7 separate regions of the Mus musculus genome follow, and all the other regions are linked to region 7. A link is a contact called in public Hi-C and HiChIP or PLAC-seq data. All regions are on one chromosome and are shown on one strand. Each heading gives the region's core, a stretch centred on a gene start, on an enhancer-like site or on the middle of the called end of the contact. The rest is flanking DNA. Distances are from core to core; before and after follow the strand shown.

Region 1 (4,060 bases), core at 315-2,814, 960 kb before region 7:
ATAGACACAGATGAAACTAGGGATAACTGTGATGCTAGAATTGCTAACAGCTCATTTTATAGATGAGGAAACCGGCTGGAGAGATGGCTCAGTGTTTAAGAGCACAGACTGCTCTTCTAGAGGACCCAGGTTCAATTTCCACCTCCCATGTGGCAACTCACAATTGTCTGTAAACCCAGTCCCAGAGGCTCTGACACCCTCACACAGACATACATGCAGTCAAAAGACATCAACATACATAAAATAAAGATAAATAAATTTTTTAAAGTGTCTATGCCAATGTCTGATTAGGAACAAAGAGGAAAGGCCTTTAGAGAATGGTCTAAGCTGGCAAAATAATGACTGCAAGGTATGAACAAGAACACGGCGTCTAGACCTTTGCCATCCAACTGGGTGGCCGCTAGCCACGAGTGGCTTTTAGATGGATAATGCTTATAACAGACGCACAAGTTCTTCGTTTGGGCCAGCCACACTTCACATGCTCGATAGCTTCTGAGGATCAGAGTTAGTTGCTGAACAGAGCCTTAACTATAAACCCCATGCATTTTCCATTGGACTGAGTCACTCAAGCTTCAGAGATGAAGGCACTGAAGGGTGGCTCAGCTGTACTGGGATGACTGGGACACCCTTGGGAATTAGAACAGAACACATTCCCGGAGCGGGTCATGAGAATATGTCACCAGTGTACTGAAGAAATGGAAATGGAAATGGGCTGCCCCCTCGCCAACCCCCCACCCCCACCCCCATAAAGTTTTAAATTTGCCTTCATATTTGCCTTCCTTTTAGCAGCAGTAAGTGTTCCCTTATGAAATGGTGATAGTGAGATAAGAAGTTTGGGGTTGGGACTAGAAAGGGATGGGACATCGGTAAACCTCTGCAGTAACTGGGTTTTATCTGTGTTATAAAAGAAGTGCACCCCGGGGGACCTGGAGAACTGCTTCCTCTCACTGAGACCCAGCGAGGCAGGAGGACCCAGTGCTGGTCTCTGGAGTACTGGCGTCCCTGTGTGACAGCTGTGGGCAGTGGTAGTAACCAGGTGGGAACAGCAGCTTGGGGTGCCTTCCAGTGCTACAGTCCTTCTGCAGGTCCCAGGTAGTCATGCCTCTAGGTCAGGGGTTCTCAACCTTCCTAATGCTGGGGCCCTTTAATACAGTTCTTCATGTATGCCCCCACCCCCAACTATAAATTTTTCATTGTTACTTTATAGTGGTAGTTTTGTTAGTTACAAATCATGATGTAAACATCAGATATGCAGGGTATCTGATGTATGACCCCTGTGAAAGGGTTGTTCAACCTCCAGGGAGTCACAACCCACAGGTGGGAGTCACGACCCACAGGTGAAGAACTCACTGCTGTAGCAGCCAGTTAAAGTTCTTGGCCCAGGATGTAAGACCCTTGGTCTTAAGGAGGACAGCTCTCTGACTCTTCTAGCAACCAGAGACTGCTGTTTCTTGTCTCTGGATCCTAACAGACATCGTCCTTTTGTCTCAGTTCTGTCCTCTGCTGCTGTTTCTGCTGTGACACCTTCCTGCCCTGGCCTCCCTCAGACTGTAGCTGCTGCTTTCTCCATGTGACCAGCTCATATAACCAAAAGTGGAGCAGACCAGTGGGGAGTCAGCTTTTAAGGGTATAATGATGTGAATCAGGAAAGGAAACCAGAGTATCTCTCCACCTAACAGAAGTATGTCCCAAAGATCCCACAGCCTCCTAAAACATCACCAACGGGGCACCAAGTTTCAAGTAAGTACATGAGCCATTAGGGACATTGGAAACCCTCGTACACAATTACTGAGGCTCCATGATCACGCATGCACAGTAGGAGGCGCCCAAGACCAGAAGCAGGGCTCAAGGTGTGGTAGAAAGCTTGGGCGCCATCTGCTGGTGTAACCCAGAATTTGGATAACTTCCCCTTTACATTCTTAAGATGCTATCCAATCCTGATCACGATGACCAGTCTTAAGCCAGAGAGATGGCTCATCCTGTAGAATTTACCACCAAGCCTGACCACCGGAGTGTGATTCCCTTAATCCATGTTAATAGGAGAAAACCCACTTCCTTGAGTGGGCTTTCTGACCTCCACTCCTGCCCACACACACACCCACTTACACAGATAAATAAATATAAGTAAATACATAAATGAGCAGCCTGTCTGTCCTATCCCTCTTAAACAACTTTCTAGTAGAATTTTCTGACGTGACAGAAACATACTCTGTACTGTCCAATAAAGTAACCAGCACCTGTTTTATATACTGAGGACTTGCGATGTGGCTAGGGCAACTCGCACACTTAATGTTTAATTGTGACTAAGCATACGTGCTCAGAGCAGGGCTTAGCCCAGCTGCCTACTGAATTCACCTGAGAACCAGAGTCCAGATCACTTACATTAGCATCTCAGTACATTTAACGTTCAGTAGGCAGCCTTAATGAAGGGCCAAACTAGAGAACCATTTCTCTCACAGCACTGCCTGGCAAGCCACCCTGTGTATGCCTCATCTGAGGATCTTACTAAAATTGACTGACAGGTTTGAGGTGGGTTCGGTCTGCATCTCTACCAACCAGGTGCTGTGGCTCCCTGGCCACACTGAGCATTATCCGCTCAGACGCTCAGACAGGGCAGTTCTTGCTTTCCGTTTGTGTTCTAGTGGAGGAAGGGTACAGTTTGCACAAAAACAGTTACAGTAACAGTGGATGTTAACAGGGAGGGAGGAGGCGGTGTGTGATGGGTACCGTACCTTGGAACAGAGGTTAGCTTGCGGTGTAAGGAACCTGTAAGATGACGAGCTGGAAAACGTGGTCTAAAGAGGGAAGAGCCTGGCAGAGAACCCAGAGGAGAAAGTGGAGAGTAACAGACGACATCAGACATCCAGACAGTGTGGATGGTCATGATGAGGCGTACGGGCTTTCTCTTAACTGCAGTTAAAAGCTGCAGCGGGCTTAAGCAAGAACTCACTGTAATCTCACTGCTGTTTAATTGCTTGGTTTCTTTTGTCAACTCCCCCAAACCTTGAAAAGGAAGACAAAAATGGGTCTTTATGTGTGAAGAAAAAAAAACAAGGATTCATAAATATGTCAGGACAAATAACACCAAAAAAGGCTGCTTTCAGCATTCTGGTGCGAACGGCCATAATTCACCATCCAAAGGCAAGAGACTGAGAAGCCTAGCAGCCATCATCCCTTATCTCTAAATGCCACCGTCACTGTACGTAACTGGTCCCCAGAAGGAGCACTGGGCTGGGCTTAACTGCATCGGTCTGCAGTTACAAGGTCTGCCCACTGCAGGGAAGGACAGGGCACAAAAAGTCGTCATGCCCCACCCTGCCCTTTGTACTTGGCAGGGCTCACCTTCCCCTGCCTGGTGCTTTCTCCTGTCTCCTACCCAGCCTTAAGATGAGACTCAAATTAAGACGGCAAAAAGATCAGCAGTGTAATAGGTTTTTAATTCACTGTAATGGTAGCGTACAAATAACTCACACATTCTAAAGGTTCTCTTCGGTTCTATGGCCATAGGCTGTACTGCAAGAATCAGAGATAAAGTGCTGTGGAAGACAGGATGAGTGTTTACTGAGGCAAGTCAGTTATCTGCGTAAAATCCGACTCCACCAACTACCTGTCTCTCTAGCCAGGTGGTCCGGTTTCTCAAAGAAAGGACAGAAAAACACAGCGTTTGAGAAAGATTTTATTATTGTGCAGTGTATGATATGGGGAAGGGGTGGGTTCTAGAGATAAACCTGAAGTCACTGGGTTTAAGTGATAAGACCTTACCCACTGAGCTGTCTTGCTAGTTAGTTAGAACACAGCTGTTTAAATGCCAATGAGTCACATAGCCCACAAATACTAAGAATAACAGCTTTTTACATTTTTTTATTTATTTATGGGTTTTTTTTTGTTTTGTTTTGTTTGAGACAGGATTTCTCTATGTAGACCTTCCTAGACTGGAATTCACTCTGTAGACCAGGCTGGCTCTAAACTCAGACATCCACCTGTCTCTGCCTCCCAAGTGCCGGGATTAAAGGCACATACCAGTACTGCCCAGCTCCAAATAAAAGCTTTAAGAATTTGT
Region 2 (3,947 bases), core at 599-3,098, 940 kb before region 7:
CTTTTCTTAAAGTCTCAATCTCCTATCCCCATCATAACAGAAAGATTAGTGTTGGGGCTAGAGAGATGGCTCAGGGTTAAGGGCACTGACTGCTCTTCCAGAGGTCCTGAGTTCAATTCCCAGCAACCACATGGTGGCTCACAACCATCTGTAATGGGATCCGATGCCCTCTTCTGGGGTGTCTGAAGACAGCAACAGTGTACACATATAAATAAAATAAAATGGTCTTTCAAAGATAAAAAAAAAAAAAAAAAGATTAGTGTTTTTTTTTTCTTTTTAAGCCCGTATCTGAAGGATCATAACCCAACTAACTCGACCAACAAAAGGTTTTCAGCAGTTTCTTTTCACAAGGAATTTCTGAGATTTCATAAACCTATTTCTTGGACAAACCAGAATGGCTGAAGATCGCCTGCGAGTAAAGGCAATGGCCAGAGCTCACCTGCGGGCAATGCTGCTTCTGTGCCTCTAAAGGGAGGCAGGCTGAGAAACTCTTCCCAGCTATCATGGCCTCTCCCATCAGTTCAGGTTCTGGCAAATCCCTGCCTCGTGGAGGTCAGTGTACTTTTACTTCTCTCACTAAACAAGCCCTTCTGGCTTACAGAACACATTTTTTTTCCCTGCTCTGAATATTCAATAAGAATAATCAAAACAAACACAAAAGTCAACCCAAAGTCCAAGAAACAAAGAACTCGCTTCCTCCTTAGTTTGTGCTAAGGGTTTGCTCCAAAGCATTAAGTGCTTGCAAGGATGAACTGTAGAAATCTAATGAACATCGTGATTACAGCTAATAATACCGTAAAATACATATTCACTTAAAATCTGCCAAGTGTGCAGAGCATGAAAGTTCTCACTACTCATAGGTGGAAACTACGTGGAGATAACGGATAAGTTCATTAATTAACAGTGGTAAGCACTACACGTGATTACACATGTTCAATGTTTTTTTTTCTCTCTCTCTCTTGTTAACCTGGAGAGCTAGCAGGCACTAAAGCTAAACAGATGTTGTCGGCTGCTGTTTTTTTTTTTCTCTCCTTTCCCAACTCTCATCGAAGTTCAGAAATATCCCAGCACTAGAAGGGGGAAGGTCATGTGGATCATGCATAACAGAAATCACCTGTGAGTCAACATCCCAGTAGCAGACTCTCCTGCAGGCCCAGCTCTCAAAACTCAAAAGACCCACAGGTTCTACGCCAGACTCTCCTGCTCCAGCCATGTAGTTACTCCCGGCCCCCCAGCGCACCCCACCGCACCCATAGCGCCCCCTCTTTTCCAGGAGCCTCCCCAACATTCTGTGCTCCGTGCTGCGACCACGCAAGTTCAGCAACCCTTGGCGGAGAGCTCGGAAGGACTCGGGGCAGCAGACTCAGTGCACAGGGCCGGGGAAGACCCACCCCATCCGCGTGCCGCCCCGCGCCAGGTTACCGGTGGCTGGCTCGAACGCTTTCTCCGTGCCGGAAGCATCCACCGGCTCCACACGGGCCCCGCCGCGGTAGTTGAGCGGCTGCGACACGACGAAGGTGCCAGTACTCATGGCGGCGACTGCTGCAGCCCGGTGAATGCGGAGGAGCGAGGTCAGCACAGAACCGACTGCACCGAGGATCATCTGCTACGCGTGCAAAGCGTCCGGAAGCCCCAGCAGATTACTACTGGAGGGGGAGATAGCGCGGTAACGAGGAGGGAGTGGCGAGGGGCGGAATCTCTGGGGCGTGGCCCATGGAAAGAGGCGACCCTGGCTGGGCAGGGGTGGACCACTAGGGAACAGGACCTCGGGGAGGTGTGGACCGTGAGTGTGAAGACCCGGGGCCCTCAAGGAGAGCCCAGTAGAGCCCACTGGGAGGAAGGGACAGTGGGAGGGGCGTGGCCTCGTGCCACGAGGGGGTGTGGCGTGAGAGGACGGCCAATGAGAGCCTAGAGTGAGTAGCTTGGGCCTAGTCAGCATAATTAAGGGCCTGGTGAGAGCTTCTGGGGCTGGAACTGGAAGACCTTTGGCCTAGATAATTACGTGGAACACCACACCACCCAAGTCCTCCGGTCCAGATCCCGAAGGAGTTCCTGGAAGGATAATGAGACCCCTTCTACTGGGCCTGCAAGCTTTTGCAACATTCTCCTTACTGTATTTCTTTGATTTCTTTTTGTGCTTTGTAGAAGCACAGTATTAGGGAATGTGTTCTTCTTTTTTTCTTTTTTTTTATTAGATATTTTCTTTATATACATTTCAAATGCTATCCCGAAAGTTCCCTATACCCTTCCCCTGCTCTGCTCCCCTACCCACCCACTCCCTCTTCTTGGCCCTGACATTCCCCTGTACTGGGGCATATAAAGTTTGCAATATACCAAGGGACCTCTCTTCCCAATGATGGCCGACTAGGCCATCTTCTGATACATATGCAGCTAGAGATACGAGCTCTAGGGGCACTGGTTAGTTCGTATTGTTGTTCCACCTATAGGGTTGCAGACTCCTTCAGCTCCTTGGGTGCTTTCTCTAGCTTCTCCATTGGGGGCTCTGTGTTCCATCTTTTAAAAGACTGTGAGCATCCACTTCTGTATTTGCCAGGCACTGGCATAGCCTCATACAAGACAACTATAACAGGGTCCCTTCAGCAAAATCTTTCTGGCATATACAATAGTGTCTGGGTTTGGTGGCTGAGTGTGGGATGGATCCCCGGGTGGGGTAGTCTCTAGATAGTCCATCCTTTCGTCTTAGCTCAAAAATATGGAACGCTTCACGAATTTGCGTGTCATCCTTGCGCAGGGGCCATGCTAATCTTCTCTGTATCGTTCCAATTTTAGTATATGTGCTGCCGAAGCGAGCATGGAATGTGTTCTTCTAATTTAGTAAAAATTTTGGTCAATTTTCTCAGCTCTCTGTACGAATTAATCTTTTCAGTGCCTCTGAGATGTGTAGGTTTGGGTCCTCAAATGGAAACAGCAGTACCCAATTAAGAACACCTAGGCCCGAACTCAAAGGACTGCTTTTGTTGGGGTTGGTCAGAAACATCTGGAAACATCTGGCCTGGGTCAAGATCATTGACAGGTACAGAGATAACAGCTGGTCGTTTTGTGGCCAGTTGTGTTTAAAGTATTCTGCCCAGCCATCCCATGTTGATTTGTTACATTTAGATCGTCTGATGTATGTTCCAGAAATGTGACCATGGCATCTGTTGATCTAATCGTGGCAATAAAAGTAGAGTGTGACCCAAACCCAATGAAAGTCAACAGCAAAATTTGCTCTTACTCTATCAAGTCAGAATGTTGGTATGAAAATTCATTCTTATTTTGGCACCTCCTTTTTTTTAAAGTCAAGAAAAGGAGAGAATTTTGAAACTCCCTGTGTATCGGGGGAAGGGGGAAGGAGAGTGTGCCGCTGATCTAAAGTTTAAAGGAGGACTGGTGAGATGGCCCAGCTGGAAGAGCTCTGACTGCTCTTCCGAAGGCCCTGAATTCAAATCCCAGCAACCACATGGTGGCTCACAACCACCGTTAGTGAGATCTGACGCCCTCTTCTGGTGCGTCTGAAGACATCTACAGTGAACTTATTTATAATAATAAATCAATCTTTGGACTGGAGCAAGCAGAGGTCCTAAATTCAATCCCCAACAACCACATGAAGGCTCACATCTGTACAACTACAGTGTACTCATATACATAAATAAATAAATCTTAAAAAAAAAAGTTTAAAGGATGTGTAAATTTCCTAGGAAGAATGGGGTTAGTAACAATTATAGGCTTGATGGTTTCTGGGATCGTCTAAGGGCTAAACTACTAGGCATTTCTGTGGGAGGATTTCTAGGTTGGGTTAAAGGAGATGTGAAGACTCACCTTACAGGCAGGCAGCACTGTTCCATGGGCTGGGTCCCAGGCTGAGCAAAAAGGAGGAGGCAGGAAGCTGAGTGTCAGCATTGGTCTCTCTGTGTTCAGTGTGACCGGCTACCTCACTGTCCTGCCCG
Region 3 (3,828 bases), core at 74-2,573, 880 kb before region 7:
GAGTGACGGGAATTGGACCCACATACCTCTGGACAAGCAGCCAGTGTTTTTGTTGTTGTTGTTGTTATTGTTGTTGTTGTTGTTGTTATTGTTTTTGATTTTTCGAGACAGGGTTTCTCTGTATAGCCCTGGCTGTCCTGGAACTCACTTTGTAGACCAGGCTGGCCTCGAACTCAGAAATCTGCCTGCCTCTGCCTCCCAAGTGCTGGGATTAAAGGTGTGCAGAGGCAGGTGGATTTCTGAGTTCAAGGCTAGCCTGGTCTACAGGTTTCTGGTTCTAGGACAGCCAGGGCTATATAAAGAAACTCTGTCTCGAACCCCCCCCCAAAAAAAAAGAGGTTCAGAGTTCAGAGAAGCGGAGATTCTAGTACTACCTTTCAGGTGTGCCCAGCAAAACTGCCCTTTCTGGTTCCTTTAGGAGTCTTTTCAAGCCCCAATACTCTACAGTGATATTCAGGCATTGTTCTAAAAACTTTACCTATGATAATTCATTTTAGCCCATCAAAAATCCTAGCGTGTATCATTTTTATTTTCATTTAATAGAGCACTGAGGCACATTGGCCTTGCTTATGGAACTTGATGTGAATGAAGACATCTGGCTCCCGCGGTGAAGACTCCTTTTTAGTCTCCATTTGGTACTGTTTTCCTAACTAAGTGACAAATTGCCTGCCTCTAATAAACTAGGTCAGTTAAAGTCATCAATGAATGGAAATGGCATTGTTATGTTTCTATTTTCATTAACCCTAGCTCCACGGGAATGTCAGTACTGCGGAGCTAGGATGGTGTGGAAGGGCACTGGTTTTTCAGGGAGGAGTAACCGTCCCCGAGTCACCCTTCTTTTAGGGAGTCACATGAGGACAGACCTGCTAAGGAAAATGGCACTTGGGGGTTTCCAAGACAGGAACTCTCTTAAGCCGAGCGGGTGACACACTATTTTGGCACACGGAGGGTGGGAAGGGAGTCTCTGAAAACACAAGTTTCAGTGAGGATGAAGGGTCTAGGCATTAATTCTCCATCTTCATATTCCCAGCCTTTTCCAGTTTTGCGTCTCAAACCTCCAGTCTCTGCTCTGCTCTGGCAGTCTCTTCTAGCTTTTGATCTCTTTTGAAATAGGACGCAGAGTGGCGCATTAAGACGCTGACCTAGCCGGTTTCTTCACCCCTCCACCCCACCCCCCGCTCCGTCCCAGAAAGGGTTAATCCGGCGGGTGGGGAGGGGAGTGGCGCTCACACCTTTCCCAGAGACCTCGGGCGGCGGCGGGGCCCGGGCGGGGCGGAGGCTGGGGCCAGACTCCTGGCGAATAGCAGCGCGCAGCCCGCCCGGATTGGAGCAGCCTCATCACGCTGACCTCTGCCTGGGATGTAAACCCCACGGGCCGCCACGGGCACAGGAGAGCTCTCGGCACCTCCGGGAAAGCCACCTCGGCCTCCCCCGCGCCCGGGCTCCAGCCGCGGCCGGCCCAGCCTCGACCTCAGCAGCGACCAGCTGCTCCTGCGAGGAGCCGAGCGAGCCCGGTCGCGGGCGGGGAGCGTGCGTCGGTTCGCACAGGCTGCGAGAGGAGGGGCGGCGCGAGTCATGGCCGGGGACAGCGAGCAGACCCTGCAGAACCACCAGCAGCCCAACGGCGGCGAGCCCTTCCTGATCGGCGTGAGCGGGGGCACGGCCAGCGGGAAGGTAAGAGTCCGCGCGCCCTGCTCGCACGGCGGGCGGCGCATGTGGCCGGCGCCCGCGGGCCGTGTCAGTTGCAGCCTGCCACCGCGTGGCCCGCGGGATCCTCGTTCCGGGCCGCCGCGCTCCGGCGCCGCCAGACCCCGCGCAGGCTCGGTGCGCGGCGTTGGGGACCAGCGGGGGGACCCGGGCGACCGAGGGTCCAGGATGCGGGTTCCTCCTACAAGTCCCCCGCAGGGATGGTGCGCTCCCTCGCTGGTTCCCGGCGGCGGCTGTGACTCGTGGTCAGGGTCTTGTGGGGGAGGGGCGGAAAGCGGATGCTTATTGTTTTGCAAGTCGGGTGTAAGGACCCGGCTTTCGGGGCTTCCCTCGGAGCCCCGGTACGCTCCTCCGCCCGGCTTGGCCCTGGCCCCGGCCCAAGCCTGTGGGCTGCGAGGCTGGCCGGGATGCGCGAGGTGGCGCGCCCGCTGCCGGGAGCCCACCTGGGGGTTGCAGGGCTTTCCGGGAGAGCCGAAGCTCGATGGGCACAGTCACGGATGGGATGACAGCAGGGGCTGCTGTCTTTTATGCTTAGAAGAGAAAACCGCATCAGTCTCAGTGAGAAAGTTGTACAGGCTCCATGCTCTTCGGTGTCCGGGTCGCTCGCTCCTTGGATCGCAGGGAAGGGGTTACCGAGTCTGACTTTGCGAGGAACCTCTTTCCTTTGTATTTTCTCCTGCACGGCAGCGAGGGGCGACTTGACTTAACCTCGGGTCTTTACTGCAGGTGGAGAAGGGTGGAGCCCTCCCAGATGGTTCTTTCTTTACTCCCCCTCGCTCCCTTTTAGGATGTGGCTGCTTGTTCGCCTGCCGTTTAACAGCCGCCAAGTTCAGTGGGCGCTCGGGCTCCATGAGGGGCGCCCGAGGGAGCTGGGCGCCGCGTGCGGCCGCTGGTGAGGCCGGATGGTGAGTCCCCAAGGCTGGGCAGCGTGGAGCAGGAAGGCTGGATGGCGCCATGAGACGCGCGCCACGCGCCACGAGGTTTTAGCTTCCAGCCCATTTCTCCTTGGCCCCTCCTCCATTTTGATTTTTACGTATTTTCCCTCCAGGTCTGGAGTACTTTAGCTCAGCAGCCCAGATTCGGCGTTGTGTGCCGCAGACTCCAGTATTGATGAATTTCGCCTCTAGTTTAGCTTCCATGGCTAGGATTCTGAAATGCTGTTTAGGTATCGGAACTTAGGGTCCCCCCCCCCCCCGCCTTTTGCCTGTTAACGAGCTAAACTTTAAAAAAAAAATATGTTCTTCAATATGTTCTTCGTCTAGGAATGCCATTCCTATTAGGGCCCCTCATCAGCTCTTTTTGGAATCACCTCAGCCGCACTGTTCATTTTCCAGTATTCCTGTTGTAGAGGAATTCATCGCTGTATTTCCAGAGAAAAGTTGGGGTAATATTAGCCTAAAGTCCAGTCAGCCCTCTTAGTGAGGAAGAGACTTTTTTTGTTGTTGTTGTTGTTGGTTTTTGGTTTTTCGAGACGGTTTCTCTGTAGCCCCGGCTGTCCTGGAACTCACTCTGTAGACCAGGCTGGCCTCGAATTCAGAAATCCGTCTGCCTCTGCCTCCCAAGTGCTGGGATCAAAGGCGGGTGCCACCACTGCCTGGCAGCCCGGCAGGAAGAGACTTTAAACTTGAAGATGAGTGGAACATTTAGAAACATAATGACCTTGGTAGTCACTTAAATAATTCAGTCACCAGAGGCACAGATAAACATTCTGTATTATCTTATTCTACTGTATTTGCAGTTGATTTTTAAGGATGGGTCGCTCAGATAGCTGGAATGGCAGGGCCAGTTAGCCACTGTGGGTGTAGCCAGGTCTCTGCCGACCTGCTTGTTATCCAGGAGGAAGAAGAGGGAAACCCTAATGAAAGAAGGGTCTCATCGTGCAGTTTTCAAAATGTACATTTTGGGCATATGATGGCTTGTTAAAGAATTGTGTGGTCCACCACACCAGGCTGTGTGCATTTATTTTTTTAAAAAAGTCCAGCTTCATATGGTACCAGAGTATGAGGCCAGCCTGGGCAACAAAACCACTGTCTCAGAAAGTTAAAAGAGCGCTGGGCTTGTAAAAATTTCATATTGTAGTCAGTGTGTAATTATGTCACAATTTTTTTTCCAGTCCGTAGT
Region 4 (4,090 bases), core at 1,434-3,933, 980 kb before region 7:
TGGGGTCTACAAATACATTCACCTGAGGAGAAGCACACAGGGTTCTTGTGTGTAGCTCCATTTGGTCTTCATGGTGCCTCAAGATAACAGTCTTACTCCAACTAAGAAATAGAGGAAAGCACACCCAATACCCAGTGCTGGAGAAATAGCTCACTGCTTTCCAGAAATGCCCACTGCTTATAGATATCAGGAGATTTGAATAAGTATGTATTCTCTGACCCAGAAATTCTCTTTAAAGAAGTTTAGTCAAATCATTGTAAGCACACATACAGATTTGCTGACAATGTTGTACCTTGTAATAGAAAAACTCAAAACAACCTATCTCCAACAAAAGATTTGTATAAAGTGGTATGCAATCATCACCAAATACTGTTGAAGAATGAACTGCAGACGATGAAGGGGAAATGGATTGCAATTTATAAAATGGACAAAAGAAAATAGTGTCCACACCACCATTCTACCGGAGTGTGCACACACACATGAGTAATTTTTGGGAGGTTCTCCTGTATTTCCCAAGGCTTCTACAAAAGACAAACATTGCTTTTGTAAAGTTTTGGTTGATTTGGTTCGTGGTTTTATTGATGTCTGGTTGGATTTTTTTGGCTTCTGATTGGTTGTTTGGCTGGGTCTGGGGGGCTTGAGGGACACCTGTTTGAGACAGTTGCTCACTAGATAGTCCTGGCTGTTCTGAACTCCCTATGCAGACCAGCCTGGCTTCAAACTCATGAAGATCCATCTGCCTCTGTCTCCCAAGAACTGGGATAAAAGGTATTCCACACTTCCTCTGGCCTTGTAAGATTTTTGAAATAAGGTCCTACATGATCAATTCTTGTTTAGGGTCAGACAGGAAGGTCTGTGAAAGCAGCCACCAGTATTATCCTGACTTTCTGATCATCTGTTCTACCACCTTGGCTGCCTTTTTTTATACAGACCAGAAGCAAGAGGGGAATGAGGCCCCTTAATAGTGTAGAAATGGTTTTTCCTATTTGCTTCCTTAATGTTCAGTCAAAGCAAGTCCTGTAAACCCAACACACCAGGAAACCTGAAGTAGAAACCTTTCTTGTACTTAAGGGTAAGCATTAGAACAACTGGAAGCTGATGAAGCAGCAAGAATAAAGATTACATGAGCCTCCGATGTACTTCCAGATGTGTAGGCAAGACAAGCCAGTAAAAAGGAAAGCCAAGCCTGGCCCCTTCCTTGATTCTAGGCTTTCCTGCTTGGGATTGTTCGACTCCCAGGCACTCTTTCTTAGAAGTGCAAATTCTCCCAAAGAAGAGATTCTCGTGAGGATGGGCTCACTAGTGCACCTCTATAATGCCAAGAGTTGGAAGGTGGAGGCAGGAGGATCAGTTCAAGACCAGTGTGAGCTACATGGCAATATGAACTTGAGGCACACCTGGGCTGTGAGGGAGAAAGACAGGTGGAAGAAAGGAAGGGTATGCAAGCTGTGCTAAAGATCCGAAAATCTTAAAAATTGTACTGATTAAAATTTTGGTGATTGTGGAGGGGTGGAAACCTTCAGCCAATCAAGCTAGCTTTAACATCCTTACTAGTCATTTATGTATTTGAACAGCTATCTCGGACCTATCACTCAAATCATTTCAGAGAGTACAAACCTGCCACTAGCCTCTACGAACTCAAGACAAAGAATGTCATCAGACAATATCTGAGATCTTATTCCAGGCTTTGCTATAATCTGCACACCTGATGCCCCCACCACCACCCGTTCCCAACGTACAAGAAAGGGAACTTGACTTAGGAATTTCTTTGGTTCTGTTACTAGAAGTTCACGAAATTACAGTTGGCCACTGCAGGCCATGGTCACTCATATTTGGCTACAGAATAAACTTATTCTCTGGTGTTTGTGAGGAAGGAGGGGAGAGACATTAAAAGGTATGCACTGTCTGACCTAGTTTCTTAGGTCGTAGCATGTTAAGTTTCTTAGGGCATTTCAGAAACGCGGGGCAAAAAAAAAAAAAAAAAAAAAAAGTAGCAGATAGCTTCGGTGCTTTCTGCGACCGGTTTAAAGCAGAACTTATAGAAATTAGCAGTCAAGGTCTGCTTCTGCTTAGTAGGTCCTATCCAAGGCTCTCCTGGAGGCCGCCGCGAGGTGGCACAAGAGGGTGCGCCTGTGCTCTTTGTTAAGTTTGTGCCGGGGTCCGGGAAGAAATACCTGGGCGAGCCAAGCCATAGGAGCCCGCCTGTGGGGCTGGGGGAGAGAGAATGGGTGCGGTGCACCGTGTAGGCAGAGCTGAGGTACGCGCCAACGGCGCAGGCTAAGGGAACTCCCACAGTTTCAAACGCCCCCTCCCCAAGAGAGTCCAAAAGTGAGACACACGCCTTCCCCACCCACCCCAAGCTCTCCATAAACTACGCTCTACTTTCTGCGCACGCGCAGCAAGCTGAGTTACAGTGCCCTGCCGGGGACAAATTACTAACGCGTTACTGTCGCTTCTGTTCCAACCAAGCAGAACAAATCTCTAGGAGCAATTTAATACTGTAGTCACGAAAAGATACTTGGAGAGTAGAGCAAATATATACACTGGGGAGCCGGAAAAGTAGATATGCGGGCTACCCGACACAGGGAAAAAATGCAGTCTAGTTTAAGAAACAGCTAGAACCGCCAAAGTCAGAGGCGGTCTCGGGGGCGGTCCCGAGGGCGTGGCCGCGCGGGGCGGGGCGGAGTGGGGCGGGTCCTGCGGGACAGCTAGAGCCGCACCTAGGCACTGCTGTGCTTCTCAGGTCTGTACCAGGCGCACGAAGGTGAGCCAGGTAAGTGCTGGCAGCTGCGAGCTGCAGGAGCTTTAGCTTCACTGGGACACCTGAATGCCTGCACATGCACAACCGGTATCTCAGTCACTTGGAACGGAATTGGGGTCTCCAACCTCCCTTCTTTATCGGTCGATTTGAGCTCTGCATTTCTACCCACTCTGCCCTCCGCCCTCCCTGCATGCTCCCCCCGATGGTGTAGCTTAGGAGCTTCTCGGGGAGGCCCCTACCTCGCTATCTCTAACTCAGGGAGGTTCTCAAGGTCAGCTCATCCTCAATTCCTTATTTTCCTCCCCCTCCTTAATTCCAATTGTGTAAAGACCTGGGGCTCCCTCTTTCGGCCTTCAAGAGACCACCTGACCTTACTCACTGCAGCTGTTAATACAGAGAAAGGAGCCCGGAACTCTGCAGTGGGAACTGGCCATTCGTACCTGATCTAGCACAGGTTTCATAAGTGGCGTGCAAGCGCCGCGCCTGCTATGGATGTCTTGTTGCTAGGATCCTTCGAGAGGGTCTCAGAGGGAATTGCATTTGTTTTCCTCTCGCCTCGTAGAAATATTTGCATTGATACCTGAATATGGGTCATTTTCTTACTTCTGTCCTCATAGCAAGAGACTTCTTGGGAAGAGTGAGTGGGATATTAATTCATCCCATACTCACATGTCCGCAAGTGTCCCTTTACTTATCTTGTGTCGCTACAGGGAGACCCAGAACCACAGGGTGGGGCACCTGCAGGGTGGTGGAAGGGAGTAAGAGACACTGAGTCACTCCCGAGGTTGTGGTTTCTGTTAATTCTTTGCTTGGGAGGCACCAGTCTGCAAGTAGCCTAGGGTACAAGTCAGTGCGGAAAAGGAAGTAGAGGAAAAGCAGAGACAGATGGTCGGATGGGTAGGAAAGCAACGCTGCGCTGCGGGTTGGGACTTGAATCCCTTAACTAGGGAAAGGAGGTGCCCCAGAGAGCAACCAGCTCTCTGCTCTGTTGCCTGTACTGGTGGCTTAGGTGTGGCCTTGCAGGGTCTGCTGCAGATTTTAAGGTAGTAGCAGAAACCAGGGCTTCCCTGCGGGAATCTGTAGGGCACCTGCAGACTGCAGTTTCCCGGAAGCAGCCAAGGTTATTAGTCAGGGTTACCCGGTGTGTTTTCTTTCAGTGTGTCCATAATGAGAGTATACTGTCTTGAGTCAGGGGATCCAGAATTGTTTATTCTCACAGGAGCTAAATTTATCTAAGGAGTTAAATAAAACTAACATCTGAAATCCAAACATGTGCTTTCACCCTGGGAAGTACATTCTGCTCAGCTTCTTCCTGACACAATGTTACAG
Region 5 (4,085 bases), core at 161-2,660, 820 kb before region 7:
TGGTGTATGCTTGGGATGCAGGGATCTTCAGGGTCGGGGGGACAGTGAGTGAGTAACAGGAGCAGATAGAGGCCTGGAGAAGATTCTGAGAGAGCTGGGTGCCAGGTTTCCACCCATCATTCCTAACCTAGGCTATGTGTGCTAGGTGTCTGACATACCAGCCAGGGAGAAGTGGGTCTTAGAATCCCGCAGGCCCCGCTAGATCACCTTACTCTCTGCATTTACTGAGTGCTTCTCTCTCTGCTCCTTCCTCCTGGTGGGCTCTTAAGCAGAAACGAGGCTTGGGCAGTTAGAGGCTTGGGCGGTTAGAGTGCCGCTGTCGGGCCCCTCTAGGCCAGACAGGGAGCTAGCAGACATTTAGCTTCCTGCACATTGCTTTGTTCCAACCCGAGTGTGGGGTTCAGGCTGGGCTGGGGTGGGGTGGGGTGGGAGTGTTGGTTTTTCTGGAGTTTCCGGTTTGTGCCAACATCTTGTTCTGACTCAGCCTTTGGTCTGGCTCCATTTCTTGGCAGTGGCCAAGGAGCAGGGCATTTCAAATGCAGTGTGCTGGCTGACCCCGGCCTGCCCTTGGCCATGGAGCCATCCTAGTCTGTTTAAGGTGACAACTTCTTTGAAGGCTCTTAGGGCGTTGGGTGACAGTGCCTTTTCTGTTATCGTATGTCCTCAATATCTGGGACCCGTGTCTTTGTGACTCTTCTTTTCCATCTGTCCCTTTAAAATACGCATCGCATGTGTCTGTGTTCTACTGGCCTCTCCCGGACCTTGCCTTAGCTGTCTGGGGTTCTGCAGGACTCCTGCGGCCCCTGCCCCCTCCCCTCACTGGCTGGTCTTAGCTTGAGGAGCCCCCTCCAGGTTGTGCCGGTATTGCAGTTGTCACAGGAGGGTAGGCTTGTTGAACCTACCGTGTGCCAGCTGCCATGCCGAAGATTTTCTGTGCCTCCCTGTCATCTTAACTAATAGCTTTATCGGGGCTGGGAATGGAGCTTGGTTCATAGATTGCTTGCCCAGTGGGCACAAGCTTGGATTCTTTCCCCAGCACTGCGTGAAAACGGAGCACAGCGGCCAGCTCCAGCTCTCGGGAGTTTAGGCAGGTGTGTGAGTTAGTTGAAGGTCATCCTCTGCTCCATATCAAGACCAGCCTATAGGCTCCGTGAGATTCCTCCCTCCCCCAGTTATAATCAGGATGTTACGTTGTCAGCTTCTTGTTTAAGGAAATGAAGACCCAAAAGAGGAGAAGTCACTTGTTTAAGGTCACAGGAGCAGGAGTCTCTAGGGACAGGACTCCCATCTAGGTCACGTTCCTCCAGATCCATAGTCATTAGATAAAGAGAGCCACGCAGTCCTGCTGGGTCACTTTCCCCCCAGAGCTGACTGCATGACTCACCGGCTTCTCTTATGACAGATGAAGTTACCAGGTCTGGCCTGCAGGCAGCAGCAGCAGCAGCAGCAGGTCTGTGTGGGGTGTGCCCACACGTGTGCGGGTGTGATCGTGTACGCATGTGCACACACACACATCACTACTTAGCGGCCTGGCTGAGATCTGGTAATCCCTGGGAATGCAGATAAAGAACGTAGCATGTTAATAGTCAGCTTTAAATGACAGCTGGGGCTGGCGAGATGGCCCAGTTGTTAAGAGCGCCGACTGCTCTTCCAAAGGTCCCGAGTTCAAATTCCAGCAACCACATGGTGGCTCACAACCATCCGTAACGAAATCTGATGCCCTCTTCTGGAGTATCTGAGGACAGCTACAGTGTACTTACATATAAGAAATAAATAAATAAATAAATAAATAAATAAATAAATAAATAAATCTTTAAAAAAAAAATGACAGCTGTGCAGAGGGCTGCGTTGGTCGACAGGCCCTCCTTCCTACCTCACTTCTCTAAGGGAAACTGAGCCCTGGGGAGGTCAGAGCACAGTGACAGAACCAAGATAGTCTGGCCCTTAAAACAGGTTTTTAAAAAGTGCTGGCTGCAGGTCCCTGACTAGAGGGACTGAGGGAGATCATAGACGTGGAAGGCGGTGACTCTGGATCCATCTGGGCTTCCTCCGTTTTCCGGCTTACTTTTGCCTGGAATGGGAGAGAACTCACCGGGGGCATTTCTATTCGCAAACTTCTGTGCCCGAGGTGAGCAGAAAGGGCTTTCCACCCCGGTGGGCAGGGGTTGAGGGGTGGGATGGTGGTGGTGGTGGTGGTGGTTGCTGTGGATTTGGGAACACTGGTGAGCATTCCGCCAGCCGCTGCCAGCTGCTCCCTGTTGTCGGACTCAGTGGGGGCGCCCTGCTCTTTCCTGGTTCTTGTAAAAATTCTGTTGGCTTGTGACAAGAAAGCTGCTTGTTGGTCTTGGTCAGGCAGCCTTTTATGTTCGAGAACACACCGTAGTAGAATTTGCTGGTAGTAAGACTTAACGCAACTTGTTTTTTCCTAAATCTGTTGTTGATCCATCCCAGGTCAAGAACCTGAAGTCCGGCTTCTCAGTCACGCGGGCGACCTGCATGGGCCCGGTCTGCTCCCTCACGAACCGTTTTCTTGATTTCTGTGTTTTGTTTTTCCTTCTCTTGCAGTATTGAGGGACATCAGCGAAAGAGGGAGGGACCTTGAGCAGATTTTATCACAGTACATTACGTTTGTGAAGCCTGCCTTTGAGGAATTCTGCTTGCCAGTGAGTTGTATTCTTTGTCTTTGCTAAATGTAAATCTTGATATTTAATGATTTCATCTTCTTTAAAGGATTATTATTATTATTATTATTATTATTTTATGTGTATGGGTGTTTTTGCCTGTGTATGTCTGTGTACCGCATGCATGGAGTGCCCAGAGGAGGGCTTGGGATCCCATGGAACTGGAGTTACAGATGGTTGTTAGCCGCCAGGCCTATGCTGGGTCCTTTGGGAGAACGATAAGAGCGTTTAGCTGCTGGGCCTTCGCTCTAGCTTTGTGATGGTAGATTGCTGGATTCATCTGGGCTTCAGCTGCAGCTCAGATCTTACTCCTCTCCGAGTGAGCACCTGATTGAAGTCCTGAGAGAGCAGGCTGGGTTCCGTCCTGCTGTCTTTCTCCCCTCTTCCTCTTAAGGTTACTCTAGCCCTGAGTATCTCCTAGCGCAACCTGCGTTTCTTGCCTGGAAGGGTTATGGTATCGAGCCTTTGCTTGAAGCTAGCTCACATCCAAGATAGACCTTAACCGGCTGGAGACTCCAGAAAGCTGAGTGTGGGTGCAGGGGTCGTGGAGGGAGGCACTGTGACAGTTGGTTCATTTTAGGGAGTGCTGGGCTATGCCAGAATCCTCTTCCTTGCCTGTGTCCTGGCACAGCTGTATGCCCTCTGGAGGACCTGAGAGTTGACCTGGGAGTTCCCTGTGAGGTGGCTTTCTGAGAACCGAAGGGGACTGACTCAAAGCTTATAATCCGCCAGAGAAACACATCTCCCCAGGAGAGGCCAAATGGGGCCCGAGACTCAGGGTGTGATGTGGTCCTGAGAAGGGAAGAAGCTGCGGAAGGAATGTTAGGAGAGTCACTGTGTCCTCCCGGCTTGAGCAGGTCTGGCAAAGCAGGCCTTCCTTATCTGTAATTAGGAAAGAGAGAAGTTGGAGCTTAGGCCGGTTTGAGCGAGGTCGTTTGGGAAGAGTGGTGTTGGGGATGGTCTTCACAGTAAGTGTGGCTTTATCTCTTCTTGCTAATAAATGCCTTCTGCCCTTTCTCCTCAACATGCCTGCTTTAAGTCCGTTAGACCTTCACCCTACACCAGGCTTGGTTTTTGTTTTCAGTCGGGGACTGCTGGACTTTCTGAGTAAGCCCGAGTAAGTTTGCCAGTCTGAAGGTTAGGTTATAAGATCAGGTTTCTGGGAAAGGGCTCCCAGGGCCGAAGGGCTGTGAAATCCTTTTCGTCTCTTTTACCGGAGGACCTTCCCACTCTTTGACTTACTGAGAAGCCAGAAGAGTTTCACCATTTGGGAGCCAACCGTGTGTGTTCCTGTCCTGCTGTTTAACTCAGGTCTAGGCCAGCTGAAGATTCTGGCCGAGTGTTGTCTGTGCTCATCCCCACAGTCCAGCTACTCCTTGCTCGGGGAAGAGCAGTTCATTTCGC
Region 6 (3,963 bases), core at 1,100-3,599, 900 kb before region 7:
AGTCTCCAGTTCTTTGTTTTCTTGTGATGTAAGTCTATCATTAACTTCCTGGGTCTCAATCTCCTGTCCCATAAGGTGGAAACATTTTTATAACCAACCACAATGGTTTTTATGTGCACCAAATGACATATTTTTCACTGCTGAGGGTGAACTCCAGGCTTTGGGCATGGCAGGCACGAACTCTATCACAGCTCTCTGCTCTGAGCCCCTCACATAGGATAATTTAGGGGGGAAGAATGCAAGGGGAGCTGAGGAGTACAGCTCAACTGGCAGAGTGCTTGCTTACCATACACAAAGCCCTGAGTGCAGTCCCCTGCACCCCACAAACTGACTTGATGGTGAATAACTGTGACTCCAGCACTTAGTGAGCAGAAACAGGAGATCATAAGTTCAAGGTCAAACTCAGCTAAGGAGTTAGCTTTTATAGGCTAGCCTGGCCTATATAAGACCCTGTCTAAAATTAAAAACAAAACAGAACAAACAAACAAACAAACAAAAAACGGACACTCACAAAACTTATAAAGATATAAGGAAATAAGAAGGATATAGGAATAAAGGTAGCTGTAGAAACTCTTAGAAGCCAAGTTAGGTATGGTTTAGGGTTCTGAATTTCTATAGTTCATCTCTTGGAAGGTAGGAGAATCAGCTCAAGGTCATCTTCAGCTAGTGAGTTCAAAGCCAAGCAGGGCTAAATGAGACCCACCTCATAAAAGCAAAACAACCAACCAACACTGGATACCAATTGTGCTTTTAGAGAACCATTCAAAGTCCCAGTAACTGGGGAGCTAAGGGTGAGGCATCAGAAATGTGAGGCCTGCCTGGGCTACCTAAGGCCTTATTTATATGATCAGCTGTGCCCTGCTAAATTTTAACTTTCCTTCAAAAGTCACAAATTTTACCCATGTTAATCATTTTTTCAATCATTTTTCAGCTTTCTCACCCGACTGAAACTTGGCTAAACTTTAAAGGGTACCACTCCCACTGACACTAGTCACAGTGACTTATTCTCCAAACACAGCTCACACATTCAAATCTCCATGTTTACGTGATTTTTCCTTTCCCTAGAATTTCCTCTCCCTCTTTTATCTTCTATCTACATTCTAACTAATCCACAAGGCACTGGGTCCATCTGTACCATGAGATCTTCCATAGTCTCTCACAACAGAACAGGACCTCTTCTTTAGAATGAAGACTCTGTGTGTGTGTGTGTGTGTGTCTGCCATGACCCCTTTCCCCTTTAGCTCCCCGCCCCCCCCCCCCCCCCCCCCGTTTTAGGCAAGGTCTCGACAGGAAGTAGATCCAGCCTGGAATGCACTATGTAGACCAGGCCTGCCCTATCTGGAGCTCTACCACACCCAGATTCCTTTTAGCTTTATTAAAGATGCTGCACAAAGGTCTTTGATTTCTATCTTTACCAAGTTAGAGTATGGTTTTGTTTGTAACATGAATCTCCCTATGTAGCCCACACTAGCTGCGAACTCACAATCATGTCCATCTCCTGAGTGTTGAGATTTCAGTTGCCCTAACAAGGAACACTGGCTTGTAGTATTCTTGGTATACTCCTCTCTTAGTTACTGTGAACATGCACCCATTGAACTTCCCGTGTTGAACCGTCCACCGTCTTACCATACTCACATTTTTTACTTTGTTTTTCCACTTCTGCCTTCAATCTCTTGTATTTGTCTGTCCTGTAAACCAGGACCCAGGTTATGCCTAAACAGTAAAAGCAACATGCTAATGAGAAATAAATGGAAATCACAACAAACCATCTTTAATTGTTAGTATTGGAGACAAAAGGATTTCGACATTTTGCTCTATACTTATCAGTAACTTTTTTCAAAGTCAGATCAACCCATGTTTTGTTTTGTTTTTTTCAGTGTATCCACAAATACGTAAAGAAAATCAGGACGTATGACTCCACACTACTCTCCTGCTTCTATAGGGGGATGAGCCCGGGATTTCTTGCAACGGACCACGCAGGCCGCAGGGAGTGAGGCTCCCGATCTTTGCTCATGGGGTGCGAGGGACCCCAGTGCCCTTCCACCCTGGGATTAATCAAACGTCCAAGGAAACAGCCGCCCTCACCCTCGGCGAGCAGCGCGGTGCACACGGAGATAAAGACGATGAGCAGCGTGTCTGCAAACATGGTGCTCATCTCGCCCGTCTGTCCCCGCGCTCCCACCCTCCGCGGGGGGAAAGCACTCCAGAGCCAGAGAGACCGGGAAGAGACGTGGCGGGACCGACCCTCGAGGAGCGCTACAACTTTGACAGCCCCGAGTCTACACTTCCGCTTCCGGGGCGCCGACCCGGAACTACAGGCTTCACTCCCGCCGTCTGGCCGCCATAGTCGGGAGAGAGCGGCAACGCGCAAGTCTCGGGGGCCGAAGGCGCGCGCCAGGCCCGGTCTCGCGAGAGTTGGAAAGCCAGGTCGGTCGGAGGATGGCGGTGTGGTGGCGGCGGCGTTGCGACCTCGGCAGTGCGTTACCTGCTCTCCGAGCCCGATCGCCTACCTCACACTAGAACCCTGTCACACGGTGGCTGGACTTCACCCGCATCCCCGCCTCCGTGGCCGAAAAGTTAGGCCACCGCGTGCGGAGCGTCAGGGTCTGGGGGCTCGCCCCGGTCCTGGGCTGGGCGAGCCGAGTCGAGGAGTCCTCGGGCGCTGGTTAAACCAGCCTTTATGATGCCGGGGACGCCGTTGGAGGAGAAGGGCTGCACAACTCGCTTGCTGCGGCCGGGCTTTTATTGGAAGGAACGGTGGCGCAGTCGAAGGGGAAGAAGTGAAAACGTTGAATTTGAGTTAGAAGTGTTTTGGGGGCTGGGCGGTGGTGGCGCACGCCTTTAATCCCAGCACTTGGGAGGCAGAGGCAGGCCGATTTCTGAGTTCGAGGCCAGCCTGGTCTACAGAGTGAGTTCCAGGACAGCCAGGGCTATACAGAGAAACCCTGTCTCGAAAAAAAAAAGAAAGAAAGAAAAAAAAAAACAGCCGGGGGGTTGGGGGGGGACGGACACGGGGATAGAAAAAGGTGTGGTGTGTAAAAGTAGGATGTCTTGAGAGAGCCTCATACACTCAGATGTCCTCCGTGATGGACTGTAAATTACCGTGTGCAAGCGGGGCGAGAAAATGACGGGAAGGCCTTGATATAAGAGCACTCGATTCCTCCCAATTCTCAGATCTGCTCTTTTTCCTCAAGAAAACTCAGAAGTCTTCCTTTGTGCGTCCTTGTGTTTTTTTGAGACAGGGTTGCACTATGGAGCCCTGGTTGACCTGGAGCACTCAAGAGACCCCCCTGTCCTAGCTTTCCATAACTGTGCCACCATGCCCAGTTTGACTTCCATTTTCTGTCATTGTTCTTCCAAATTTCACTGCACACAATTTATAAATCTTCTGTAGCATTACCTTTTTAGTTTCTCTTGCCTTATATTTATCCAGGACTCCTTTAATAGATATTAAATATATGTCTATTAAATAAAGATATAACTATAAATATACGTCTTTAATAGACATTAAATATATGTCAGGAACAGTACTGGGCCCTGTAAGATGGAGCAAGATAAGATTCCTTGGTTCCAAAATTCCCCAGGGAAATTGTACGCCATAGTAAGATAGAATTATAGCTAAAGTGTTGAGAGCGCAAGACCGATTCTTCACGGAGGATTCAGAAAAGCTTCAGAAGCCAGGCGGTGGTGGTGCACGCCTTTAATCCCAGCACTTGGGAGGCAGAGGCAGGTGGATTTCTGAGTTCGAGGCCAGCCTGGTCTACAAAGTGAGTTCCAGGACAAACAGGGCTCCACAGAGAAGCCCTGTCTTGGAAAACCAAAAAAGAAAAGAAAAGAATAGCTTCAGAAAGGTCAGTCTGAGCTGAGTCTTGATTTGAGCAGGAGTTCACACAAGGGTATGTTTTTATTTAATCTTCTACATCACCCAAGGTAAATGTTGAGATAGGACAAAGGGTTGACCTT
Region 7 (4,306 bases), core at 425-2,924:
AGGGCAAACAATGACATACACACAAACAAACACTCATCCACATAAATCTTTCTGAAAAAAAAATTAAAGATCAAAATGGGTCACTGACTAGCCTCTTATATACATACGTGTGTGTGTGTGTGTGTGTGTGTGTGTGTGTATGACTCTCAAAGACTAAAACTTAGCATTGCTTTTTTTCTTACTTCGGAACACATGTTCACCTTTGAGAGAAGGTGTCAACAATGGCCCAGCACCCTCTGCTCTCTTCCTGACAACCTTCTCACTTTTGCAATGGAAACTGCCATTTCCCTCAGCAAAGTTAAAAATGAGAATATCAATTAATTTAAGCCACCATTCCTGATTCTTAAAAAAATAAATAAATATATACATCAAAAGAGCTATCCATTAAAACAACAAAGGAATCCTAACCTTCTCTTTCAATATATCAATAATCTCTGTGCAGTGATTAAGCCATCATTGCTCTTTGCTCTTGTCAGCCATAACAACATTTCAAGAGTGAGTCTTCTGTGTCGTACTATATGTATTAAAAAGCACAGCTCATCTATGCCTTGGCATTTGTGCTTACACACACATTAGTGAACAGAAGCAATAAGTTTAAAGTAAAATGTTTAACAACAGCTTCTCCTGGGGGCTGTAAAGGCAGCTCGGGTGTTAAGTGCACTGCTCTTGAAGAGGATCAGAGCTTAGTTTCCAGCACCCCGATCAGGCAGCTCACAGCTACCTGTAACTCCAACACAGTGGTATCCCATGACTCTAGCCTTCAGGCATAAGCACATACCCATGCACATATTACTTAAAATAATATTTTGATTTTTAAAAACGATTCTTTTCTTAACCACAGGCTCTTGAACCCTCTCCTGAGCTGCCTCTGCTGCCGTGCTCCCCACCCCCACCTCTGCTTGCCCAGCCTTATTTAAGCAAGAATCCTAAGTCAGTTTAGCACATTTGTTATCTGATCACCCTGGTCTGCTTTCAACCAGAATCCAGTTTAGTGGGTTTAGCAAGAATCCCTCAATCTTTGATAATTCCTCTTAGTAATTATCCACACTCTTGACATCCACACCCCTTCCTCTCCTTGGCTATAAATCACCAACCCCCAAGTTGAACTCAATCTTTTAGTATTTTCAATAAGTATGAAGTGTGTGTGTGTGTGTGTGTGTGTGTGTGTGTGTGTGTGTGTGTGTGTGTGGTGTTTGTTTAAACAAGGTCCAAACAGATCTCCGACTGTAGAATCTTTTTCTGAAATAAGAAGATTTTCGAGGTCTCCTGGAACATGGTTGCTATATTCTCCACAGAGCTGTGGGCAAACAACTCGAAAAAACTTCTTCACACCTACTACGCCCAGGAAACTACATGCTTGGGAGTTAAAGGGCAATACTACAAAAATCTTCAAGTTCGCTTCTTGGTATGCTTGGATCAGCGTTCTGGACAGAACAAGAACGATGAGCCCGGTCACCCCTCCGCGCACAGAGCATTTCTGGATGCCTGAGCGGAAAGGCTGCGGTGTTCCTCCGAGCAAATGCCCACCTCGGCGGCCGCAAGTGAGCCAGCCACCGGGCTAACGCGGCTCGAAGCACCGAGGTCGCCGGAAGCGCCGCCGAGACCTGCTGACGTCACCGCCCCTAGCCCGCCCCTAACACCCTGGGCTCCGCCCACCCCTCCCCTCCCACCACGTGTCCTCGCTCCCTCCCGAGGGGCCGCGCTGGGGCGGCGGGAGCGGTGGAGACGATGGCGCGGTGAATGCCGGGCCACAGCCTTCGTCGCCCTTTGCGGCGACGCCGCCCGCTCGGCCGGGGTGAGTGCGCGCGGGCTGCGGGATCCGGGCGGCTCGTCCTCGAGGCCGGCGGAGGAGGCTGGGCCACGGTGGGGCGGGGGCCGCCGGTGGCAGTGTCGCCTCCGCCGCCGCCTTTGTTGCGGGCCGGCCGGGGAGGTAGGCGGCGTGGGCTGTCGCCGCCCCGCAGGTGGACCGAGGACCTTAGTGGTGGGCGGGGGTGGCGGGAGAGGGTTGGACAAGATGGCTGGAGCGGGCAAGGGCGGCGGCGAGCACCTTCGTGCCGGCCCCTCCCACCACCCGCCCCGCAGCTGGGCACAGGCCGCGGCCAAGTTCAGGTCCCGGGACTCCTGTGACCTCACGAGTGTTCCTACCTCCCCATGCCTCCACCCACCCCAGAAACATTGAAGAAGCTGACTCTGAACTCCGGGAAGATCCTTGCTTGGGAAGTCCCGGGAAATGGAGCTCACAGATGCACACTCTCTGCATACCCAGCAGCTGCCCGCAGTCTCTTCTGGGGAACCTCTTTGTACCAGCCTGAGGAGGCTTCGAATAGAGAGGATTTGCGACCCAGAGGCGAGGAGAAGTCCAGCCAGGTTTGGGTTGGCCTCTGCCACCCAGGCACGCCCCTCTCTGCATCATGGACTTGGCTTTGGGAGGTCCTTTGAGGCAGAAAAACTGTTAAGTTTCTGAAGTAGCTTGTGGACAGCGCCTATGAATCTGGAAAACCCAGGTGATAACTATTTTGGGCTAACTATTTAAATTTCCTATCTAGGCTGAGATACTTTGATGTGGTAGCAAATCAGCACCGCCCTCCTCTGGTCCTGATTCCGTGCTCAAACAGTCCTGGCAGTGGGAACTTCTGCCCATCACTGAGCTGTTTGAAACCTCTTCCCGGGATATTTACCCACTGTTCTAAGTTCTGCCCTTCTGCACAGAGGCTCTGTGAAAACTACTCTGGTCTCCGTGCCACAGGGGGCTCTTTAAATATTTGAAGTTAGCCAGATAAATTATCTGCCCTCAGCCTCTGTAATAATTAAATAAGCCAGCCACCTTTCTGAACCCCTTCCTTCCAGCTGGAAGCAGACAGTGCTTTGACCTAAACAGGTTTGTGTGTGTGTGTGTGTGTGTGCCTGAGCCGCCCTCTCACAGACTAGTTCCCACTGACACCTGATTGTCTGCTAACTCTTGAATGCAGAAATGGAGTCCCGGGCCTACCCTCTGAATTTGACCCTGAAAGAAGAGCAAAAGGAGGAAGAGGTTGAGATCCAAGAGTTGGAGGATGGCCCCATAGATATGCAGAAAGTACAAATCTGCTCAGAAGGCGCATGGGTAAGTAAAGTGTGAGCAGTCCAGCCTGAGAGCCAGGCTTGCTTTGGGGGTCTTCCTCCCGGAGCAGACATGGAAGTAAGAATAGCCCAGTCTCCTGTGTTTACATTCCTGAGAAAACAGCCTGGTGGCTTCAGAAGACAAATAATGGAGGAGGTGGTTAGAGGACAGGACTTCCGGCAGCAAGGCTGATTACAGGTCTCAGAAACTTGTCACTCTTTCAGTACCTGTTTCCCCTGTGCCTGACAATAGCACCATACGTATTACAGGCACCAAATTCATGGAAGACTTGGGTCATAGAGCTGGCATGAGAGGTGTATGTCTCCTAGGTGTGAGTGGAAGTGCCAGGCTCCACAGATTACACAGGTACAGGTGCAACCGTATTTAACACACACATTTATTTACAGTGTTACTAGAGACATGGAAATTGAATATGAACAATAAATTGGCATTGCTTAGTTTTTCGTTGTCTATAAACATTTATCAGTAGCATCAGTACAAAATATCCTTGGTGTCCCATGAGCGGGAAGCCCTTCATCATAGAACACAGAGCTGTAGGCAAAGAACCAGAAAGACCCTTCTTCCAAATTATCTGGTCCACTCCTCCTACAGAAGGGAACTTCAGGTACCCAAGAGTTGTCTGCTTTACTCTGAAAATCCTTACATATTGGCTTCCTGAGCTGCAGCCCCGCCAGTGGAGCATCTTTCTGAGTTAGGTTTCATAGTGGCATCATAAATAATTGCGGGACTCTGGGCTCACTGGTCTGGAGCGGTTGCATTTATCTGTTCATGTTCTTTGTGCACTATGTTCTCAGTTCTGACTCAGGCAGGAGTCAGTCCTGTCTAGCTTGAAGGAAGACCTCAAAGCGGTAGAAACCCTGGATTCTGAGGCTAAATTGAGCGACCCAGTGTGTCTAAATGGGCTGGGGAAGTACGGAGAAGCATTAACAGTAGACATCTTGATTGTGCTGAGCAAGTGAGAAGAGCCAAGGGAAGAGCATGTCTTGCCCAGCAAAGAAAGAAACGAGCAGAGTGCCTGGAGGAGGGAGCCTGGCAGCTGGAGGGGTAGGCCTAAGATGTGGGCATTTGTTACCTCTGGGAAGTCTACCATGTACCTATAGTTACTGCACAGGGTTAAGACAAGATCCCTGCCTTCATGCTGCCCCCTGTCTCATGAGGGGGCTCATGACTCTCAAGACAGCAAAA

What was found. Hi-C and Micro-C count contacts between places; a contact is called where the count stands out from the background. HiChIP or PLAC-seq counts read pairs in DNA pulled down with a chosen protein or histone mark.
Region 1: a Hi-C map of B cells shows a contact between it and region 7, with 7 read pairs. The contact joins the enhancer-like site here to the promoter of Pogk in region 7. A contact is called at or near these places in 3 of 39 promoter capture datasets (hippocampal neurons, liver and pre-B cells), 2 of 484 Hi-C or Micro-C datasets (B cells and cortical neurons) and 3 of 115 datasets of contacts at active chromatin or transcription factors (bone marrow-derived macrophages, embryonic forebrain and forebrain).
Region 2: a contact with region 7 is called in an H3K4me3 HiChIP or PLAC-seq map of neural tube, with 11 times the contacts expected there. The contact joins the promoter of Aldh9a1 here to the promoter of Pogk in region 7. A contact is called at or near these places in 15 of 39 promoter capture datasets (the 3T3-L1 cell line, the HPC-7 cell line, HPC-7-derived erythroid cells and 11 more), 5 of 484 Hi-C or Micro-C datasets (B cells, CD8 T cells, bone marrow-derived macrophages and 2 more), 11 of 115 datasets of contacts at active chromatin or transcription factors (astrocytes, bone marrow-derived macrophages, craniofacial prominence and 8 more) and 2 of 9 other capture datasets (adipose tissue and liver).
Region 3: an H3K4me3 HiChIP or PLAC-seq map of bone marrow-derived macrophages shows a contact between it and region 7, with 7 times the contacts expected there. The contact joins the promoter of Uck2 here to the promoter of Pogk in region 7. A contact is called at or near these places in 6 of 39 promoter capture datasets (the 3T3-L1 cell line, the C10 cell line, hippocampal neurons and 2 more), 1 of 484 Hi-C or Micro-C datasets (cardiomyocytes), 14 of 115 datasets of contacts at active chromatin or transcription factors (SST interneurons, astrocytes, bone marrow-derived macrophages and 10 more) and 2 of 9 other capture datasets (adipose tissue and liver).
Region 4: an H3K4me3 HiChIP or PLAC-seq map of bone marrow-derived macrophages shows a contact between it and region 7, with 5 times the contacts expected there. The contact joins the promoter of Mgst3 here to the promoter of Pogk in region 7. A contact is called at or near these places in 3 of 39 promoter capture datasets (hippocampal neurons, liver and pre-B cells), 6 of 115 datasets of contacts at active chromatin or transcription factors (astrocytes, bone marrow-derived macrophages, embryonic forebrain and 2 more) and 2 of 9 other capture datasets (liver and macrophages).
Region 5: a FOXA1 HiChIP or PLAC-seq map of pancreatic cancer cells shows a contact between it and region 7. The contact joins the enhancer-like site here to the promoter of Pogk in region 7. A contact is called at or near these places in 4 of 39 promoter capture datasets (the 3T3-L1 cell line, the HPC-7 cell line, cranial neural crest and 1 more), 1 of 15 datasets of contacts at CTCF or cohesin (large pre-B cells), 1 of 484 Hi-C or Micro-C datasets (bone marrow-derived macrophages), 7 of 115 datasets of contacts at active chromatin or transcription factors (SST interneurons, bone marrow-derived macrophages, embryonic forebrain and 4 more) and 1 of 9 other capture datasets (liver).
Region 6: a Hi-C map of B cells shows a contact between it and region 7, with 11 read pairs. The contact joins the promoter of Tmco1 here to the promoter of Pogk in region 7. A contact is called at or near these places in 9 of 39 promoter capture datasets (3T3-L1-derived adipocytes, cranial neural crest, frontonasal cranial neural crest and 5 more), 1 of 484 Hi-C or Micro-C datasets (B cells), 8 of 115 datasets of contacts at active chromatin or transcription factors (bone marrow-derived macrophages, craniofacial prominence, embryonic basal ganglia and 4 more) and 2 of 9 other capture datasets (adipose tissue and liver).

Annotation. Positions count from the first base shown.
Region 1 is chr1:167,367,890-167,371,949 of GRCm38.p6, reverse strand. Aldh9a1 (aldehyde dehydrogenase 9, subfamily A1) reads right to left here. Exons shown (of 11, transcript NM_019993.4): 11 at 3,420-4,060. Among named protein-coding and RNA genes, the nearest start is that of Aldh9a1, 20 kb to the right of the region's middle. Within about 2 kb of position 1,564, at least 21 of the 459 cell types and tissues checked have an H3K27ac peak or open chromatin away from gene starts, as enhancers often do. A contact at or near this core is called in B cells and bone marrow-derived macrophages, where this site is marked.
Region 2 is chr1:167,347,892-167,351,838 of GRCm38.p6, reverse strand. Aldh9a1 (aldehyde dehydrogenase 9, subfamily A1) reads right to left here and starts at 1,848. Exons shown (of 11, transcript NM_019993.4): 1 at 1,423-1,848. The coding sequence starts at 1,603. Gm24182 (a small nuclear RNA gene) reads right to left here and starts at 2,814; the gene lies at 2,708-2,814.
Region 3 is chr1:167,282,622-167,286,449 of GRCm38.p6, reverse strand. It overlaps Uck2 (uridine-cytidine kinase 2), which reads left to right and starts at 1,323. Exons shown (of 7, transcript NM_030724.3): 1 at 1,323-1,674. The coding sequence starts at 1,576.
Region 4 is chr1:167,392,434-167,396,523 of GRCm38.p6, reverse strand. Mgst3 (microsomal glutathione S-transferase 3) reads left to right here and starts at 2,683. Exons shown (of 6, transcript NM_025569.2): 1 at 2,683-2,773.
Region 5 is chr1:167,228,471-167,232,555 of GRCm38.p6, reverse strand. Uck2 (uridine-cytidine kinase 2) reads left to right here. Exons shown (of 7, transcript NM_030724.3): 5 at 2,566-2,663. Among named protein-coding and RNA genes, the nearest start is that of Gm46170, 36 kb to the left of the region's middle. Within about 2 kb of position 1,410, at least 61 of the 459 cell types and tissues checked have an H3K27ac peak or open chromatin away from gene starts, as enhancers often do. A contact at or near this core is called in pancreatic cancer cells, where this site is marked.
Region 6 is chr1:167,307,056-167,311,018 of GRCm38.p6, reverse strand. It overlaps Tmco1 (transmembrane and coiled-coil domains 1), which reads right to left and starts at 2,349. Exons shown (of 7, transcript NM_001039483.1): 1 at 2,086-2,349; 2 at 1,636-1,713. The coding sequence starts at 2,155.
Region 7 is chr1:166,407,196-166,411,501 of GRCm38.p6, reverse strand. It overlaps Pogk (pogo transposable element with KRAB domain), which reads left to right and starts at 1,674. Exons shown (of 6, transcript NM_175170.4): 1 at 1,674-1,795; 2 at 2,171-2,504; 3 at 2,970-3,103. The coding sequence starts at 2,486.